2 separate regions of the Mus musculus genome follow, and region 1 is linked to region 2. The links are chromatin contacts, called in public ChIA-PET maps. All regions are on one chromosome and are shown on one strand. The core of a region is the stretch at or near the end of the contact, and the rest is flanking DNA. Distances in the headings are between cores, read along the strand shown. Region 1 has its middle 31 kb from the start of Gm33088. Region 2 overlaps Gm17399 (predicted gene, 17399).

The links. ChIA-PET counts read pairs in DNA pulled down with a chosen protein or histone mark.
Region 1: a contact with region 2 is called in an RNA polymerase II ChIA-PET map of memory CD8 T cells, with 356 read pairs. The contact joins two enhancer-like sites. A contact is called at or near these places in 1 of 484 Hi-C or Micro-C datasets (the G1E-ER4 cell line) and 4 of 115 datasets of contacts at active chromatin or transcription factors (CD8 T cells, the SCID.adh cell line, embryonic midbrain and 1 more).

Annotation. Positions count from the first base shown.
Region 1 is chr9:118,372,978-118,376,342 of GRCm38.p6, reverse strand. No RefSeq gene overlaps it. Among named protein-coding and RNA genes, the nearest start is that of Gm33088, 31 kb to the right of the region's middle. Within about 2 kb of position 1,397, at least 11 of the 459 cell types and tissues checked have an H3K27ac peak or open chromatin away from gene starts, as enhancers often do. A contact at or near this core is called in CD8 T cells and memory CD8 T cells, where this site is marked.
Region 2 is chr9:118,167,280-118,170,848 of GRCm38.p6, reverse strand. Gm17399 (predicted gene, 17399) reads right to left here. Exons shown (of 2, transcript NR_155294.1): 2 at 467-1,144. Among named protein-coding and RNA genes, the nearest start is that of Gm17399, 19 kb to the right of the region's middle. Within about 2 kb of position 2,093, at least 24 of the 459 cell types and tissues checked have an H3K27ac peak or open chromatin away from gene starts, as enhancers often do. A contact at or near this core is called in CD8 T cells and memory CD8 T cells, where this site is marked.

The sequences.
Region 1 (3,365 bases), core at 148-2,647, 210 kb before region 2:
GATTTAAAAAAAAAAAAAGATGTGGATTGCACTAAGCAGAAAAAGAAGAAAAAGTGGGAGAAGAAGAAGAAAGAGGAGGAGAAGGAGGAGGGGGAGGAGGAGGAGAAAAAAAAAGAGAAGGATGAGGAAGAGGAGGAAGAAGATGAGGAAGAGGAAGAACACTCAGCAGTTAAAGGCTGCTAAGCATGAAAAGGTTTGGCTCTTGTGTTCCATGTGGTGGGAGGACATAATGGACTCCTAAAAATTGTCTCTGGCCTTCCCAATTGTGCCTGTCCCTACCCTCAAATAAATAAAGGAATGAAATAGAAGAATTTAAAGGGAAAGGGGAAACTCAGAACAGGCCTTCATGCGTCTACTTTCCCATTTTCCTCCAGTCTCTGCAGGACGCCCTTCCCACGGCTTACTGACTCCATACCAATGTTTACCTAACATCCATGTTTTCTTCACATTTTACATCATTGAAATCAAGGATGCTTTATAAGACAAGGCATCGTAGAGGCTGGAGACAGTGTAGTCAGTAGGCTGAGGCTGGAGACAGTGCAGTCAGCAAGCTCTTGCCATGCAAGCACAAGGACCTAACTTATTCCCAGAATCTGTGCAAAATGCTATGTGTGGCAGCGTGTGCTTTAACTCTCCCCCACCCCTACCTCCACCCCAGTCACACCCCTCCCATCCCTGGAGGGGAAGGAGGAGACAGGCAGGTGTCTGGGGCTCCCTGGCCAAGTAGCCCAGCTGAATTGGCAAATTCTAGGCCAAGTAGGAAGCCCTGCCTACAATAGGTCAACAGCATTCCTAAGGAAAGATACAAGAGGCTGTCCTCTGACCTCTATACACGTGCACGCGCGCGCGCGCACGCACACACACACACACACACACACACACACACACACCCCACGTAATCATGTGACACATACTTGTGATCACAGCACACAGACAGTAAACACACACTGGTGGTAGGTAGATAAGATGAATGAGATGTCATCCTGCATCCTAGGACGGAAGCTCATCCGCCATTTATCTATTTCATATCTTTTCATGACTTCTGATGTGCATATTTCAATTTTCTAACTACTACTGCAAACTTTTTGTTTTTGTTTTTGAGGCAGGGTCTCTCTGTGTAGCCTTGGCTGTCCTAGAACTCACAGAGGGGAGGAGAGCACCCAGTCATTGGCAGGCCTTGGACACACCATTTAATTTTGAGTTATTTTCAGCACACACTTCACTAAGAAAGAAACTGAGGCTCAGGAAGGTGAAGTCACTTGCCTGAGTTCCCACAGTCAACTTAGAGCCACAGGATCAGAGCTCAATGACAAGCTCTGGGTCGGCTGCAGGGAGGTGAGGTGGGAGCCTTGTGGTTTTGACAAGGGTGGGCTAGAATTTACCCTGGAAATCTTGACTAAAATGTTTTTGTGGGTCTAGGGCACAGTTGGGTTCGCACCTAGGAAACTCTCGGAGGGTAGAGCCACAGCGTGGTTAAATTGGGTGACTCACAAGTGTGAAGGTTCATATTTTAGCACCTGGCAATCAGAGGCAAAATTAAACCACTTAAAAATGAGCAGATGAAAACTCAGAGCCTTTGCAGGGGCTGCAGGCCACAGCCTGCATCACACGCCTAATTGCTCTGAAAGGCTGACTTACTTCCAGCCCACCTTTGACTCAGGTTTAAACAATGAAAAATGACCACGTTAGGGGGCAAGAGTTGAGCCCTGTCTTGGGGTCCTAGCCTGCCCTTGAACAGGCACGGTTGCAGGGCTCCTGGCTGTGGATGCTGTGGTGATACTTATGGGTGGGTTTGGAGCAGGAGAACACTGAGAGCTGACCACAGCTCCCTCATCTCCCAAGTCACTGCTCCGCAGCTGGGAGAGTTTGGCAAATTTCTCAGGACTTTGGTTTACTTTTTAATATTGACTGTGCGCTGCTTGGGAATCCACCAGGGCGAGTGATCTACATTTGCGGTTCGAGAGTTAAAAATGGAGGGTCTTGTCACTGTCTTGCTGGTGGAAGCATTGGTGTCGGGTGTCCGGTGAGTGTTTGCGCTGATCAGTTTATCGTGCTAGTCAGCCCTGTGGAGCTTTTGATCCCCGTGCACTCTACAAACGAAGACCAAAGAACAGATCCTCGGAGTTCTCATCTTGAGCAGCCTTTCAGTCTCTCCCCACATCTCCAGCTGTTTAGAGAGTTGATGTTCTCGCCATAACTGAAGGGTATGCAGTACTCGTGCCACAGATGCCAGCCATCTGTGAGAGACCCTCCCAGGCTGCAGAAGGACTGGAGAAGGCTTTCCTTCAGGAGGTGGACGAGAGTCTTGGTGCCTGAAAGAAGGTAAATAAGAGTGGGGTCTTTAAATAGAACCACTTATGCTGGTGTTGGTAGTGCAGGCCTCTAACTCCAGCTGTTCAAGGAGTTTAGGGAACAGGATAGCAAGTTCAAGGCCTGCCAGGACCACAGAGTAAATTCAAGGCCAGTCTTGGCAATTTAGTAAGACTCTGTCTTAAAATAAAGGGAAATAAATACGTAATATAAACAAGGAAACAAACACATAAACAGATAGTTGTGGAGATAGCTCAGTGCGCGAGCACCTGCCTTATATGTGGAAGACCCGAGTTTCAATTCCCAAGACTGCTAAAACAAAGAAACCCAAACTTTAACCATTAATAACCACCCCCAGGCTACAGGGAGAATCACCGTCAGTTTTTTGTTTGTTTGTTTATTTTTGTTTTGTTTTTGTTTTTGATATACTGCCAGTGACATGGACCAGAACTGAGTAGCCATCCTGTAAGGAACGAATGACTCTGTGTCAGTCAGGGGAAGAGCCCTATCCTGTTCTCATGCTATCGCCAGACCACAGCACAGAACCCAGAAGTAGTCGGTTTGAATAGGCAAGATGAACTTGACTGTATGGATGGTGCTTAGGACATCAGGCTGTGAGCCTGGAGATCATGAGAGTGGAGAAGAGAGCTTAGTGGGGGTGGGGAATAGGAGGGTAATGGTGCACACGTGATAATAAGCAAGCATTGGGGAATTCACTAGAAGAAGGAAGGAACCTGGAGGTGGTGTGCAGGGGGAGGGGGATGCACATAGGATTGAAGATGCACTGTGACCAGCTGCCCATCATCCTGCCTCCATGAAGGACCGACTGTACCCACAAAAATACAATCCCAAACAAACTCGTTCTTCCTTATGTTTCTTCTGTCAGGTGTCTTGTCCCAGCAGTGCACAAAGAAACCAACACACTTAGCAGTCACAGAGCTCAGTCAGGTCGCACTAAGCAGGCAGACTCTATGCCCAGTATATGACTTCTCCAACAATGGCTTCGAGCCCCCCTCACCCAGCCCCCCACAGGGTACCAAGACCCGTGGGCAGAG
Region 2 (3,569 bases), core at 844-3,343:
ATTGATTATGTACACATATGTGTATGTGTGCTCGCATTTACTCTACCATGATACATGTTGAGGTCATAGACAGGTTGTGGGAGTTGGTTCTCACTTTATACCACATGGAGTCAAATTCAGACCATCATGTTTCTAGGCAAGCTCTACCACACACTGGGCTATCTCACTGCCCACACACCACCACACACTGGGCTATTTCACTGCCCACACACCACCACACACTGGGCTATCTCACTGCCCACACACCACCACACACTAGGCTATCTCACTGCCCACACACCACCACACACTGGGCTATCTCACTGCCCACACACCACCACACACTGGGCTATCTCACTGCCCACACACCACCACACTGGGCTATCTCACTGCCCACACACAACCACACACTGGGCTATCTCACTGCCCATGCATGCTCCCAAGAGATTTTTGAGGATGAGGAGTGAAATTCCAAGCAGGTCAAAGGGCTTTTGACACCATGTGTAGCATTTTATTTTCGATTATTTGTAAGAGGTAAAGATGAACCACAAGCGTTTTACTTTAAATTGTTTAAAGACACAGACAAGTGACAAATGAGATAACCATCTCATTGTGTGATGTGTTTTCTAGAACAATGTGCAAAGTGTAACTTCATTGGTACAGAAAATCTGCTGCCTGATGCATACTGTACTTAATTGAGAAATGCAGCAAAACTGAAGGATCTCTCCTGGACTGCAAATGAAGTAGGTTACTTTGTGTGGGAAGGAGTTAAAGCCAGAGTAAGGGCAGGAGGACTCCTCTACAGTATGAGTTTCACACAAGCATAAGATTTATTTCTATAACAAGAAGGGACATTAATTAAGAAGGAGATGCAGAGATGCCTTTCTGTTACCAACAGAACAGCCTGTACTTCACACCTAGGTCTCTGGCTATTTCCAGGTCTCGCTCTTGCTTACGGGATGGAAGCATCTATGCCTTGGCGTTTACTGCAAAGCCATGGCTGTCAGCGGACAAGTGACTCCTCTGTGCATGTGGACACTCGATGGGCTCCTGTGTTAAGGGATGAAGGAAGAGGAAGATGCCATTATTCTTCAATGAAGTTCAGGCAGAAGGTCTTACAGGAAGACATTGCACTTCATCATTAGTTACTGCTGGCTTTCTAAGTCTGCAGGCAAAAGACACAAGAGGGAAATGATCTAAACCAAATCTCAGTCAAGAATTCCACCCACCAAATTGTAAAGCGAGAACTAGAGGAGACTGTATTGACCCAGTTGATTCTAGTATGACTAGATCAAGATAAATGTGATTGACGCTGTGCCTGTCTGGCCCTTTCTTACCCCAATCAAAACCCATGTCGATGAAAAGGGTCTGCTTTGATGGTCCCAAACGTGATAGGAAGAGCCGCTCCCTTTAGTCATTTCCTGTTTGTCAGTTTTTTTTTTTTTTATCTAGGTGTTAGGTTTAAATTTGGAACATGCGAGGTGCAGTGAACTTGTCTTGGGCAGAAGAAGAAAAAAGGAAGAAAGAAGCTTAAGTTGCCTATTTTTAAATGGAATATAATTTAATCTATAAGGCAAGGTAACATCTTCTAGTTGTGAGAGTGACGTTGCTATACAGTTTGCACAGTACCAGCAGGTGCTTGTATGTAAAGCATGGCTCTGATTGCTTATGAATTGTTAAGTCTGTGATTTGAAGCTTGGTTTGGGAAATGCTGACATGGAAGGATGATGAAGGGGACAAGGAAAAGCAATAGATTCCAGTGTGGAGGAGAGTCAAACGTGAGACATCAGGAGCAGATGCCTGATGCATGAGGACAAAGCTTGTAAACCCCATTACGTCGTGTGATTTGTACTGGGAATCACAGTCGCAAAAATGCAGTTCGCTCTTAGCTAATGTACAAAGACGTGGAACGATCTACGCTGTTCTGATCTGAAGGGCGCCACAAGTGAAGCTCTGGCTTATACCACTGTGACCACTCTACTGACATTTCTGTCCCATCTTCTTCATGGTCCAACTCCTCTTCTAGAGTGAGGAAGATCAGTCCAGAGAAGCTTGTCCGCGGGTCTAATGTTACAACACTAGAGGGCAGTACACCAGAGCGTCATGCGTGTAGCTTACTGTAAAGGTGACAACAGCCTCCTTACACAGCCAGAAAGGAGGAACTAGAAGGTGTTGGTATCAGTCATGGCACAGCCCTGCTTCAACAGATGAAGGACTGAGATCTGCACCAATCACAAGACTTCTCTGTTCCACCAGAGGAAGTGTCCCCCCTATGGCTTGCACATCACAGTTGCAGGTCACTTACAGTTTAGCAAAGCCTGAGAGGGCTGCTTTCCAAGGCCACAGGACATGCTGTCTATAGTGACTGGGACATGTCTCGATCACCGTGTACTGGTTATCTGCAGCTGCTGGAGTGTTAGGGCAAACTCCTCCCTCATGTTCTCGTCAATCCTTTGTTGGGTTCTCTAAAATGTTGAGCAGAAAGGCTTTGGGAACTTTTCAATTGCTATCCCATAGCAGGCTCAGATTCTGAAAGACGCATCTCAAAAAGAAAAGTGTGTGTGGCCTTTGTTCACTGGGGTTTACCACAAATCAGTATAAGGCAGCTTTGTTGTGAGAATCCCTTTAAACACTTTCTGTGAATGATTCCAACGGTGAAGACCCTTCTTGAAGGACTGGAAGCCTTCAGCAGGGAACTGTCGGCCCGGTAGCTCTTTGCCTAGCAACACCTGGAACCTCCCTTAGGGAAGCTTGCCCATTTTTGACACTATAATCACTCTGAGGACACCACAGCAGCTTCAGGGAACCAATGCAGCCATGCACACTTGATGCTGGCACTGGGAGCCTTAAGGGAATTCTAAACAAGAGCACAACAGACCCAAGAGGCCATTGACAGTGGTGATAAGGGTCAGCACAATGCTGAGGAGGGTTCTGTTTGAGGAGGATGAAAAGGGCACCTTTGTCATTTGTGGCATAGTTTGGCAGCGCGGCTGTCTGTGGTAACCTAGGGAACAGAAGCAACGGCGACTTAAAGCACTCGGAGACTTGGCTGTAGAGGTGCACACACAAAGTGTAGACAGTGCCAGCTGGTGGCTTCTTCTAACCATGACTTCTTAACTTCAAGAAAAAGTTGAAAGAGAAAGCAACTGTGAGGTTGTGAGTCAAATTTAGAGGAAATAGAAAATCTTGACTTCATAGGCTTGAAGATAAAACTTTTTCTTTCTAGTGTCTGTTTCGGTATCTCATTATCTATATAATTCTCTGTCTCTGTCTTTGTCGTGTGCTTAATAAACAGGAAGATCAAATGTTGTACTTTCACTTATTTCCTTAAGGCTCCCAATGCCAAAGTCAAGTGTGCATGTTTTATTGTTGTTGTTAAGGAGAAACCTCTTTCTATATACCCTATCTGCACAAAAACTCTATCAAGGGACAAGACATGTAGCTTTGTTGGCAGAGTCCTTGAAAAGCTTGCACAAAAACAATACCATATAAACTGGACATATGGTAGCATGTATTTGCAACTCAGGAGATAGAGGTGTAAGGATCAGGAGTTTAAAGCTATCCTTGGCTGCAATGTGAGTTTGAGACTA